2 separate regions of the Mus musculus genome follow, and region 2 is linked to region 1. A link is a contact called in public HiChIP or PLAC-seq data. All regions are on one chromosome and are shown on one strand. The core of a region is the stretch at or near the end of the contact, and the rest is flanking DNA. Distances in the headings are between cores, read along the strand shown. Region 1 overlaps Gm12708 (predicted gene 12708). Region 2 overlaps Fggy (FGGY carbohydrate kinase domain containing).

Evidence for each region. HiChIP or PLAC-seq counts read pairs in DNA pulled down with a chosen protein or histone mark.
Region 2: a contact with region 1 is called in an H3K27ac HiChIP or PLAC-seq map of the HPC-7 cell line, with 7 times the contacts expected there. The contact joins two enhancer-like sites. A contact is called at or near these places in 2 of 484 Hi-C or Micro-C datasets (bone marrow-derived macrophages and peritoneal macrophages) and 4 of 115 datasets of contacts at active chromatin or transcription factors (the HPC-7 cell line, bone marrow-derived macrophages, embryonic basal ganglia and 1 more).

The regions. Positions count from the first base shown.
Region 1 is chr4:95,208,485-95,215,106 of GRCm38.p6, forward strand. Gm12708 (predicted gene 12708) reads left to right here. Exons shown (of 4, transcript NR_166673.1): 4 at 388-1,250. Among named protein-coding and RNA genes, the nearest start is that of Gm32240, 3.8 kb to the left of the region's middle. Within about 2 kb of position 3,492, at least 22 of the 459 cell types and tissues checked have an H3K27ac peak or open chromatin away from gene starts, as enhancers often do. A contact at or near this core is called in the HPC-7 cell line, where this site is marked.
Region 2 is chr4:95,848,166-95,854,684 of GRCm38.p6, forward strand. It overlaps Fggy (FGGY carbohydrate kinase domain containing), which reads left to right. Exons shown (of 16, transcript NM_001113412.1): 14 at 1,417-1,511. Among named protein-coding and RNA genes, the nearest start is that of Hook1, 120 kb to the right of the region's middle. Within about 2 kb of position 2,371, at least 89 of the 459 cell types and tissues checked have an H3K27ac peak or open chromatin away from gene starts, as enhancers often do. A contact at or near this core is called in the HPC-7 cell line, where this site is marked.

The DNA of each region.
Region 1 (6,622 bases), core at 2,242-4,741:
TAGACTGTAGACAAAGCAGGGCTCCACCATGGAAGGATGGATTAAGGCATGAAATAAAGTGAAATCTTTTCAGGGTTGAAGGCTGATTTCTAAATTTGAGGCGCTACTTTATCTCCCCAGAGAAGAACAGGCTCTTAGTCTGGAGCGCAGCCTCAGGGGAGAAGCCGAGGTGCCATTAGGAGCTGTGCCGAGACTTCCAATAGAGAAATCTGCTGTCTCTGCTGTAGAGGCCTTACAGAGCACTGTGCTGTGAATTCAGTTCTTATCCCCGGTGTGTTTGAAACCTGTCGCAGAAACTACACACAGAAACTATATGGCTTCTTCTAAGCCCTCCTTCTACCCTGCAGGGCAAGTTCTTGGGCCTCAAGGCTCTCTCTCTCTCTTTAGGGACTTTAGCCACGCTTCCTGAGGCCTGGCATATCACAGAACTTGCTGGAAGTCACTTGTGAGGCAAGCCCTTGGCAAGCAGCACTGAGTATGACATTATCTGCTGTGACGGAGGTCTAATATCAGATCATTTACGCGACCTTGTCCAACAAGGACAGAAGTAAATATCTTCCACGCACATGCCATCCGATCCAGGCAACAGCCCAGGGAGGAGGACTGCTGTTTCTCCTCACACTGTGCAAGTGGAGGTGCAGAAAGGAGGGGCCACTGGAGCCTAACTTCCACCCACCCTCAGCTGTTTTACACCTGAGCCCTCAGGGAGGCTGCAACTCGGTTTTTTTATGAGGTTAATGGGAAAATGTGCTGTGTGATACGAGCCCCAGCAGAAGAGGAAACAGCCCAGGGGTAGATTTTAGCAAGAAAGAACTGAAAGCTTGAGAATGATGGTAGACTGCCACAAGTCCCTTGCTGGGTCACCTGTCCCCTCTTGCCGTAACAATGAAGGCCTATGCTTGCATCTCAGTTTTGACATGACTGCCCAGAGGTGTCTACACAAGCACTCAACAGCTCCTACTTGGTTTAAATCTCACTTCCCCTATGAAGCCTTCCTGGACCTTCCAAAGGGTATCTTTGATGTGTGCTAACATAATCACTCATAGTTGCCCATATGCACCCACCCAACCCCCCAAGCCTGCTGATGCTAAACTTTCTTTCAAAATGGGGAAGTATTTGCCTACATTACCCCTCGCACAACCTCTGTTATATCTTACACAATCCCCAGGTTACTCATAATCTTACAACAACCTGAATGCTTTGTTAACATTTGTTATACTCTATTGTTCAATAAACAATCAAGAGAAAAACTTTGTATGAATTCCATACAAATGCAAGGGTTTTTTTTTTCTTCCTTATACAGCAATAATTTCAACTCACAGTTGGTTGAATCCATGGGTGTGGACCAAAGGGATGCCGAGGGGCTGACAACACACCAGTCTTCTTTTCTTTATACTTGAATAGGTTTCTGTAGAAACCCAACTAAAGCCTCAAGAATTCTATGGGCCTCACCAGGATAGCTGAAAGCTTTCTTCTTTCCTGAGGAAGGCTGCATTGGGGTGGGGGCCCAGCCTTGTTTTCAGTGGCCACACTGGAAAGCACTAAAAGGAAAAAGGCTCTGGAGATTCAGACAACTTTTTCAGTCCAAGAAAGAATTCTGGAGTAGTGACAGCTCCATCATGGGTGCCTGCAAACCTAGGCAAAGGGGAAGTCATGGTGGAGGCATGGGTGGGATAGAATGGAGATGGTTCAGGGTTGGGTCTCAGGTGAGATCTTCCAGTTCTAAGGTTGGTGTTCAGTCACTGAAACACCCCTCCATCTCATGCAGAAATTCTTTCAAAACTAAATGGGCCCTGCAAGGCAGGTAGGAGCCAGTCCATAGAAGAGGCATAAGGCACAGAGAAGTAAGGTCTGCCTCCAGCCTGCTGGTAGAGGATGAAGGTATATTTGAGCATAGCTCTCCATCTCATGTACCTCTTTGCCCTGTATTGTCCTTGCCTCCTTGTTCTTGGAAGTCATCTATCAGAGGTCATCAGATACAGCCTGCTTAGAGGGAACAAGTCTAGCCTGCACCATAATCTCCAGACTCAGTCCTTCCCGAACTTCCTCTTATTTCCTCCTAGAAGGAATCTGCTCTTTGATAACTTTTTTATAGGACTTCTGGCTACATTTATGCAATTTGTATGGCCTGTGAGCAGGTGAGATAAAATGAGAGTTTTGTTTGGAGAGGGGTTTAAGAACCTGTAGTTCATTCTAATTAAAAAAATGAGAGGGAGAAGAAGAAAAAGGAGAGGAACAAGGAGAGGAAGAGAAGAGGAAAGAGGAAGAGAAAGGTAAGAGGGGAAGAGGAGAAGCAGGAGAAGTAGGTGTGATAGAAGAAAAAAGGAGGAGAAGTAGTAGTTGTAGAAGAAGAAGGAGGAGAGAAGAAGAAGGAGGAGAAGAAGAAGGAGAAGGAGAAGGAGGAGGTGGAGGAGGAGGAGGAGGAGGAGAAGGAGAAGGAGAAGAAGGAGAAGGAGAAGAAGGAGAAGAAGGAGAAGGAGGAGAAGGAGAAGGAGAAGGAGAAGGAGAAGGAGAAGGAGAAGGAGAAGGAGAAGGAGAAGGAGAAGGAGAAGGAGAAGGAGAAGGAGAAGGAAAGTGGCAGCTAAAACAAAACCCAAGTAGGATGCCTGCCCAAGGTTGGCAAGATTCAGCATAGAGTCCAGGCCAGACCCAAGCCTGGACAAAGGGGAAATTGCTTGCCTTACATGGGAGCAAGTCTCCAAATGCCTCCTGAAGCCACCTTCAGCAAGTCTGAATATATGCTTATATGGCTAGAGTTTTCAATTATTTAGAACATTGAGTGTTAAGTAAGTGAGATTCCTCCATTAAGACAAAATATAAACAGAAAACTGAGCTAGGTGCTGGGCATGCAGGGCTACAGAATGTATGGCTCTATCCCGAGGCAGCTTGGTGATCATTGGAGAAAATAAATTGAGATAGAAACCTGAGGGTCTCAACCAGCGGTTCTCAACTTTCTTAGTGCTGTGACCTTTTAATATAGTTTCTCATGTTGTGGTGATCCCCAATCATAAAATTATTTCATTGCTACTTCATAACTGTAATACTACTCCAGTTCTGAATCCTAATGTAAATATCTGATATGCAACCTCTGTAGGGGTCATGACCCACAAAGTTGAGGACCACAGGATGAAGGAGGAGAGCCTAGTTTTGAAGGGAAGATTGAAAACAGAAAGCCTTTATAGGAAGTCATGAAAGTACATAACTGGGCAGCTGTCAGCTCAGGACTGCCATTCTGTCCTTTCCACCTGCCTTGTCCAGGGCAAGCCAATGTTCAGATCCAGCAATTCTGTGTTAGCAAGTGCATTGTCGTAGTTTGAATGAGAATGGCCTCCACAGGCCCCATATGTTTGAATATTTCAGCCCTAGTGGGTAGAACCTTTTGGGAAAGATTAAGTGGTGTGGTGCTGTTGCTGTGTCACTGGGGGTGGGCTGTGAAGTTTCAAAGGCCTATACCATTCCTAGTTAGTTCCTTTTTTGTCTCATGCTGTGAATTAAGATGCAGCCTCTCAGCTACTGCTCTAGCACCATGCCTGCCTGACTGTTACCATGTTCCTCATACAATAGACTCTAACCCTGTAACTCTGTAAACCCCCTTTGAACTCCTTCTTCTATAATTAGACTTGGTTATGGTGTCTTATCACAGCAAAAGAAAGGTAACAAAGATAATGTGATTCTAACAAGATGAGAGCATGAAGAATAAAGAGACACTGGGGTCAGCAGGCAGTGACTTCAAACCTGACTTGTCTTATACTTGCTTGGAAGCTTAGTGAGACCCACCTCTCTCCTCACTCTCATTTACTCAGAACTCCCAGCATGTCATCTAATTGGCTTAGTTTCTTATGACTGTTGTGTTTTATACAAAGATAGAGAGAAGGAAGGAGATAGAGAAAAGGAAGGAATATGTGTGCTGAAAGGGGCAGTATGGTGTGGGGGAAGGGGGTGCCTCTGTGGGCCCATGCTGAGGCATCCCTTCCCCCGTGAGGTACCAACCACACGATGGTGTAGTATAGAATAAAGTTTATTCCAGGCATGAGGATGGGATTTGAGACAGAGAGAGGGGGGTGGGGAGTGGGAGAGGGAGCAAGTGAGCATGAGTACTGGAGAGAGAAGGGGGAGGGGAATGGGGATAAGGAGCAGGAGCAAGAGAGGAAGAGAAAGGAACAAGAGAGCAAGAGGGTGAGGAGGGGGCAAGCAGCTCCTTTCATAGTGAAGTCAGGCACAACTAGCTGTTGCCAGGTAACTGTGGGGCAGAGCCTAGACAACATACCAACAATGACCAGAAGCTTCCGTAAGGCAGGCAAGGCAGGGGTTTGGAAGTAAGTAGCCTGGCTGACAGTACACGGAAGTGTTCAGTTTCATGTCATGCCTGAGTGTGCAACCTTTATTTCATTTAAATAAGTTTTGGGCATGCCTAGCACCAAGACTATGTTCATATTGAGTGCATTTCTGCCTCTGTTATTCTTAAAGGGTCCTGGAAGCTCCCAGGATGCTGGGCTTCAGCTTCCCAAGGAAGTTTACCCAAGGGACAGTCAGCTGATGTGACTGCCTGCCATCACATGTTTCGAAGTCCATTGTTATTTAAAAAAAAAAGAGCAGAGTAAGGGCTATTATTAGCATCTATCAAAGGGCAATCATACTTCCTAGTCACAAGTCTTTGGGAAGAAGGACATTTGAAGCCATGCCTGGGTGGCATTGGTGGTGCAATATGCTCTGGGGTGGAGGTGAGTTTCATAATTGTCACGCCTGTCAGGTGATGCTGAACTTTGCCTCCCAGATACTTCTGTAGTCCAGGGACAGCTGGCCTGGCATTTCTGGGGCAGGACAGCTGGGAACTTCTCTTTTGCAAGACTTGATGTGTGCTGCATGGAAGACCTAGTAAGAGCAAACGCCAACATTCACCCTCCTCATTTCAATTTATTTCAGTTAAATTACCATGAGCATTTATACCCAAACCTTCTTTTTCCCTCGACTAGAGGGCATCTTAGTGAGGCCAAAGCTCTAGAGAGGATGTTGCTCCATACCTGGTTAAAGATGCAGCCCACAGTAGAGATAAATAGGCATTGTCAGAAATAGAAAAGTTGGATCATGGGATCACAAGTAAGGACAAAGAGAAGCCACAGCCCAAGCCTCTCTCTTGACAGACCCTGTGCTGAACCTGGACCTGGTCACCTGACAGATTTGTGCTGAACACACGGTTCAGTGGCATGACCTTGGGGTATTCACCACCATTCTAAGACCCGGATCTTTTATCTACAAAATGGGAATTAGTAACCCAAGGCACAAAGGGAGTAAGAAGAAGCTCCTGGCCTCCATCTCCTTTCCTTTTGTCTTCACTATATAAAACTTTTGTCATTCCTCTTGCTGTGACAGCTGACCCTCACCTCCAGGTCTGCGGCCATGATGTAGCCTTTGTCTCAAATGTTCTTTAACTGTGTACAAAGTGCCTGCCCATGCTTTAAAACCCAGAGAAGGCTTTTCTGATCCTAGGAAGATCCTTTCTATCCTCATCACCCTGGTAGGAAAGTAACCAAGACTCTATCAGAGCCCATGAAGCACCTGAGACATGATTTGACACCCGGGCAGAGCACGTATCATCTCCCAACAGGTTAGAAGCCAATTCAAGGTCTGTCATAAATCCCCTGACTGGTAATCACCTCAGGAGAAGAGACTAAAAAGAACTGGTAGAATGTTCTGGGTGGATAGAACAGTGCTTGTTTCCTGGCTGCCAGCCTGGGTCACCTGCCCAGTCATTGGAACTAGTGTCTAAGGGCACATTTTTCCAAGCATCTATGTGCTTAAGGTGAAATCACTTTTAATGAGCACTGCCCCATAGACTCACATATTTAATGTTTGGTTTCCAGTTGGTTTAGGAAAGATTAGGAGGTGTGGCCTTCTAGCAGCACCCCCCCCCCAAGTACTTATAGGTCAGATGTAAGCAGTCAGCTACTGCTCCAGTGGCATACCTTCCTGTCTGTTACTATGCTTCCTGCCATGATGATCATGGACTAACCCTCTAAAATTGTAAGCAAAACCCCCATTAAATGCTTTCCTTTATAACATGCCTTAGTCAGGGTGTTATCTCACAGCAATATAACACTAACTAATACAGAAGTGGCTTGATGCTGTGGCAGACCTGATAGTGCACTTTGTTGGAGAAATTTGGCAGATTTTGGGACTTTGGACTAGGGAGGCAATTGAGCACTTTAAATGTATCTTAATGGGTGATCCAGGGGATCATGGAAGATAGTAGTGCTGAGAGCAATGTGGAATGTGGAGGCCCAGTCAAGATCTTTCAGTGGGGCTTTGAGATTTCAAAAGCCCACACCAGACCCAGTATTGATCTCTTTCTGTCTGCAATCTGTGGATCCAATCGGAGCTCTCAGTTACTGCTCTAGCACCATGGCAGCCTGTTTGGTACCACACTCCCTACCATGATGATCCACACTGGAAAGGAATAATTAGTTGTTCTTATTGTTGAAGAAGTGTGTGAGGAATGTCTGTACATATCCTTTAACTCCCACAATACCCATCACACTATGCATTTACAGATGAGGAAGCCAAGGCACAGAGAAATTAGATGATGTCTCCATAGCCCTATAGCTAGTAGGTACAACAGCTCAAT
Region 2 (6,519 bases), core at 1,121-3,620, 640 kb after region 1:
TGAAGGCATTAAAGAGATGGGGAAGGACTCCAAAAGAAAGAAAGCAGGGAGGAAGCCAGGCCTGAGCCTCTCTCAGATCTGTCACTTTTCCTGGTGGCTTAGTAGCACAGTGAGAAGCAGGTTCTGTTATAATTCTTCAAGTCCTCTAAGATGTCAGAAGGATTCTGTTTACCAACTGTCTGTGTAGGGGGATGGCTAGAGCTGACCTGAACTGGAGGAGATAGGTAAGATACTAAGTGGGCTTCCCTAGAGAGGCAAGAAGAGGGCTGTAGCCTTTGTCTAAAGGAAGCCTTTCTGCTGCAGACCTTTCCTCTGTGGCATTTCCCGTCATCTATTGATTAGAAAATCATGTCATCCTGTGAAAGTAGGTGGAATTTTATCCCCATCCTTCAGATCAGGAAACTGAGGTACAGAGGGGTGGAGATCCTAACTTAGGATCACACTGTGAACTGAGTGAAGAAGCAGAGGTGTAAATCACGTAAGGAACCAGAACTGCCTGTGAAATCCACATGGATCTTCAACCTTGGCACTTGTCATGTAGGCGGATTCTTTGCGCCTGGTGGATACCTACTTACCTTCGCATGACATTTCAGTCACATGACTGTTTCAGTCCCATGTTACTGTCAACCGCTGGCTCAGAGACTCATTCTCTCACCAGTTAATTGATGGCTTGGACCCTGCTCTAAGTGTCAGAGACATGGTGGTAGACAGAATGGAGCCCCTAGCCTCATGTAATGTCAGTTGCAGGGCAAGGTGCAGGACTAAGTAAGGAAACCACATGGTAGAAAAGGGGGTGGGGGATATAGGAGCACAGAAGGAGCAATGAAGTTGTCTCATCGTTCTAAACACAGTGACCAAGGAAAGCTAGGGTTGCATTTGTACTGTGGTGAAGAGCCAGTTACATGGACATCTGGAAGAGCTCTGAAACCAACTCAAGAAATCACAAGGAAAGTAGGTTCATGTGGTGGCTAGGAAAAAGAGAAGCCAGATGGTAAGGGTCTTACCAGACTATCTAAGGATTATGGCTTGTACTGGAGATGAGTCAGAGAACCAGCCCTTCCATGGCCTGTATCCATCAGCCCATCTGAGACTGGATTAGCAGGGAACAGCCTTTCATTTCAGCCTTTACTGGGCCCAGCAAAACATGTGATAAAGTTAGAGGTAAACCAGGAACCTGGGTGCCAAAGCCTTACAAGTTGATAGGTATGGTATTGGCCACCTTGAGGCTTGTGGCTGGTACACTGGCCATCACAAGGCAGAGAAATCTCCCAAAACCCAAATCCCAAGGACTGGGGACTTCGGGGAGGTATAAAGTACTGCTGCTTTGACATCAGCGGGTTTGCCTCCAGAGGTGTTTGCTGGCTCCTCACAGCCCTGGTTCTACTGTTAACCAAGGTATGACTTTGTCCTGTGCAGGCATGCCTGTGGTCCTGTCACAAGAGGTGGAGTCTGTCCTCGTGGGAGCTGCTATTCTGGGTGCCTGTGCCTCAGGGGACTTCACTTCTGTGCAGGTATGTTAGGATCCATGGGTGGCTGTGGTCCCTGCCCTGTCTGAGGCTGTCTGTCCTCTTGACAGCAGCTCACAGCTTGCAAAACACATACAGGATATAATTAGGGAATGATAGGTTGCAGCCAGAGAATCACAGGCACTCGCCGCCTCTGACGTAGTCACTGTGGCCTCCCTTTGGTTTCACCTCTGTTCATGTGAATTGTTCTGCTTCTCTCTCTTTATAGGAGCTCCTACATTATTTAGCTTCAGTTTCTGCTTGGCCATTTTCCTTTGATCAAGTGAAAGAGTTGATGCTCAAAATATTGGTTTTCCACATGGGCTTCAGTGTTTTATTTGTTTATTTCATCTGCATCACTTTCCAAATACCTTTGAAGCCTGGGCCAACAAGAAACACAAAAGAAAGTGTTGGTGAGGGGAAAAAAAAAAAGAATTAAAAATAAAAAGAAGGAACAAAGTTTAGGAAGCCGGAAACAATTTGGTGGTGGTGATTTGAGTACACGATTTTGCTCTGAGCTTCCTGGCAGCCAAGACAAAAAAAAAAAAAAAAAAAAAAAAAAAAGCATGATAAATTGCATAATTCTTATTTTCAAAAAGAGGAAGCATCCTAGTTTCTGGTAAGAGACAAGCTTTTCCTGATGTGAAATAACAAAAGATGTTGTACATGCTAGAGGTTGTTAAAGGCTCCCAGCATTAAAATGATAACAACAACAAAAATCCTTTTAAAAAATGAGTATAAGGTAGACTATGATGACAGTCAGGCTCTGCAGTTAGACCTTTTGGTCTCAAATGCTGGCCTCCCTACACGCAAACTCTGAGGACTCAACCATCTCCTCTGCACTTGTACTTCCCTAACTCTAACAGTGGCCAGTAGCTGGCTTGTAAATTCTCCTATGGCTCGGTTGAGCGTATATAGTCCCCACCACAGCTCTCGTATCCCCATTTTAGAAATGGGGAAGTTAGGCAATCTTCCTCTCCTCTTGTATCTTTTCTCTTTCTTTTCTTTTCTTTTCTTTTCTTTTCTTTTCTTTTCTTTTCTTTTTTCTTTTCTTTTCTTTTCTTTTTTTTTTTTTTTTTTTTTTTTTTTTTGTGAGATCTGATGCTTGGAGCTTTGGTAGTCCTCTTGGGCTGATGAGGTTTGTAGAGCAGATATTAGACACTGTAGAACACATCCTTGGTTGCTGAGCCAATCCTGGAAGCAGAGTACTAGCTCTTGGCCAAGCTCATGAAACAGCCAGTATAGAGCTGGAAGAAAGTCAGACCCCCAGCTACCAGCTGAGAACCAGGCACTTCAACCACTTGCCCGCATGCCCCAGTGTTAAGTGACAAACCAGGTGTTCTAACAGTACCCCAATAATTAGAATTCAATTTGCTGTGACTGCCTAGTGTGGCAGACCCTGTGCTAAGTTCTTTAGTATAGCTCTCCTAATGCATATAATACCCTTTCATGGCCTGTAAGAGAGACCCAGAAAACTTACAAACACAGACCATTAGAAACTTCCAGTGGCAGAAGCCCATTTCCAGTTTAAGAATGGAGCTGGGCATGTGGCTTGGTGCTTAAAGCACTTCACAGCTCTTCCAGAGGACCTGCATCCAATTTCCAGTACATTAGGTGGTTCATCTGTGGAGTTATCATCTGTAACTCCGGTACCAGGGAGTCTACTGCCCTCTCTGGCTTCTGGGAGTACCTGAACAGGGGTGGTGCCTATGCATAAACCTATGCATTCAATCTATACACAAAACAAAAACTAATCAATTACTCAATACGAAATAATATGTGCAACTAATTGTCATTGGATGGGCTGACTGTAGTGATGAATTGTCTCTAAAAGGTCCAGTCTGGAGGCAGTGGCATTAGTGTGATTGCATCTGGAGCTGCTTTGGAAATATAAATACATGCACTTGGCATTCTTCTTATTTCCTCCAAAAAGAAGCAAATGGAGCTCACCAAGCCTGAGACTAGCTTAGACTCCACAAGATGATCCTGTCTGTGATTCATACTTTTCAGCCTAAACTTCAACACAGACTTTTCTTAGAACTTCCAAGATTCTAGCTTGGTCCTCACAGGGCCTAAGAAAGATGAGTGCTTCCTGCCAGATACCCAGTTCCCTCAGCTGTCATGGTTGATGGATCTTACCTAGATAGGCTGACTCCGAAAACACTGCCAGGGTCATCTCCTTCAGATAAAGGAAGGGCTAAGATCATGGGTTGAAGAAGACATGGTTGGAAAATTAGAGAAAGAGCTTATATGTGCTTGAAGAGAACCTGTCCCGATTTCCTGTGGCCATGAGTGACATCAGGCTTGGGTAGAGCTTATACCTTCCTTTTCCAATACCAGTGGATCAAAGGGAGCCATAATAATGGTTTTACTAGAAGTTACTGCTAACTTCTACATACCAGAAATCTGAGAGGATTTAGTCAGCTAAAGGAAAAAGAGAATGGGTGAACTTTACAAGAGTAGTGTTAGAGAGAGGGGCTGAGTCCAGGTTCCATTGCTATCACGTGCGCTGGCACATAGGGGCAATTCTTTTCTCATGCCCCCTGCTCTTTCCTCCATGCAGAGTTTCAGCGTCAAGGGCTTTGCCCCTCTTCTCTGACCCTTTCCTACCCTTCCATATCTTCTCAGTATTCCCTTTTTAAATGAGGGACTCAAGAATAAAGGTTGAAGAGTATCCTAATGAACTGTCCTTCAGGAAGCCTCCAGTCTGGCTCCACCCAAGGAAAGTCATGCCATCTGTATGTCGCAGCTTAATGCTGCAAAAACAGGAAACAGGTATGCTACTCTTGGGATCAAAGTCCAGATGTTGAGCTGTGTCAAGGGACAGGTAGAAGGGAGTCTTATCCATTCTCTTATTTGTATGTATGAAATCATATGGCCTTGGCTGATGAAGTGTCACTCAGTATCACTGCGCTACAAAATAATCCCCTGCATATCTAGGAAACACAAAACATATCATTTGAAGTTGGTAGCAAAATATAATACTATGAAAATTAAAATATATAAGTTTAATTTTAATATATTATATATTTATATAGGACATATAAATATACAATATATTTATTTATAAAATAATTAAATATAAATAATAAATATATGATTAAATATAATCTATTTATATCTATCTATATAGATATAAATATATTATAAAACAAGAAGCTAGTTTCAGGAAGTTGTGAAAGAAAAAACAACCACATAGTGGAGACAGACATAAAGTGCCTTTCCAGTGGCTGCTTTCTTCAGACCTCCTGCAGAGGTCATTAACTTTGTGTATTTCTTTTTTTTATCTTAAGTAGAAGCAAGTTTTGTTCCACAAGCTTTCATTCCAGGAGTGCTATTTATCTTAAACTGCCCTCTCCCTTTCCCAACCTTTCCCTACAAAGCAGAGGATTGAAGATCCCAAGACAAATTTATGCAAAAGGGACAGTGATGGGTGCCTAACAAACACATATGGCCACTGTAAATGTCGTGTGGGTGTGAGGAAATGACCCAGGTCCTTAGAAGCCTCTCCACCACCCCACCACTGGAGGGGTGTCCCCATCAGCTACTGACTGTGCTGGCACTGAACTGCCATTAGCTCCCACCAGACTCCTGCTTCTCCCCAACTAACACCTACCTGCAAATGACAGCCACTCAACCCTCTTTAGTGTGTGTCCACAGGATAGACCATTGCTGAGGACGACAGCCCACCCCTAGGTCAAGCTTTACAAATGGCCCTTCTTGCTTGCTTAAGCCATCCCTCCCAGTCTTTTGCATAAAATTTACCTCATTTAGAGCCACATAGTTCAATTATGATGTGCTTCAAATTTCTTGTCTATGTATAAACATCTCTGTCTCTCTGTCTCTGTCTCTGTCTCTGTCTCTGTCTCTCTCTCTCTCTCTCTCTCTCTCTCTGTGTGTGTGTGTGTGTGTGTGTGTGTGTGTGTGTGTGTGTGTGTGTGTGTGTGTGTATGTGTGTGTGTGTGTGTTGGGGGGGGGAGTATCAACTTTCTGAGATTTGAGTCCTGTTGACCTTGCTATCACCATGAATGCCTGTTTTTCAGTTTGTAAAATAAAATTCTGTCTGCTTGAACTTCTGGAGGTTTGGAAAGGCCGAGGATGTTCAGAAGTGTGAAAACATCCCTTTCTTAATGGATTTGATCTTGGTTTGGTGCCACACCACCACCCTGCCAACCCTTTTCTGAAACACAACTGAAATTCAAGCTCCTTGAGGAAAAATTAGAGAATCCAATTGAGACAGAAGAGAAATATAAAATCTTATTACCCTAAAATTCCTTTAGCAATTCTAATTAATATGTTGTTCTTTTTGTTTGTAATTGGAATAATTTTAATTACAAAGTATGTTAATACAATGAATATTGTTTTACAGTTTTTCCTGCACCCAAGAACACGTAGTAAACCTTTTAATCATTTCTCCTGTGTGTGTTACATGCAACCCCATAGAATATACCATACTTATTCTACCAGACCTCAGCTATGCTGACTGTTTTAATGAATGCTTCAGTTGACATCTCTGTAGCTAATTTTTTATTCAGAGTCTAAGTTATCACAGTCTAACTATAAAACAGATTGTGGATATATGTAAAAGTTCTGTCAAAAAAATCTTTGCTTAATTTTAGGACCTTTTTTATTGATATTTTCTTCATTTACATTTCAAATACTATCTCCAACCCCCCTATACCCTGCCCCTGCCCTGCTCCCCAACCCACCCACTCCCACTTCCTGGCCCTGGCATTCCCCTGTACTGGGGCATATGACTTTCGCAAGACCAAGGGCCTCTCCTCCCATTGATGGCCAACTAGGCCATCCTCTGCTACATATGCAACTAGAGACAAATTCCTAGGGGGTACTGGTTAGTTCATATCATTGTTCCTCCTATAGGGTTGCAGACCCCTTTAGCTCCTTGGGTACTTTCTCTAGCTCCTACATTAGGGGCCCTGTGTTCAATCCAGTAGATGACTGTGAGCATCCACTTCTGTATTTGCCAGGCATTGGCATAGACTCACAAGAGAGA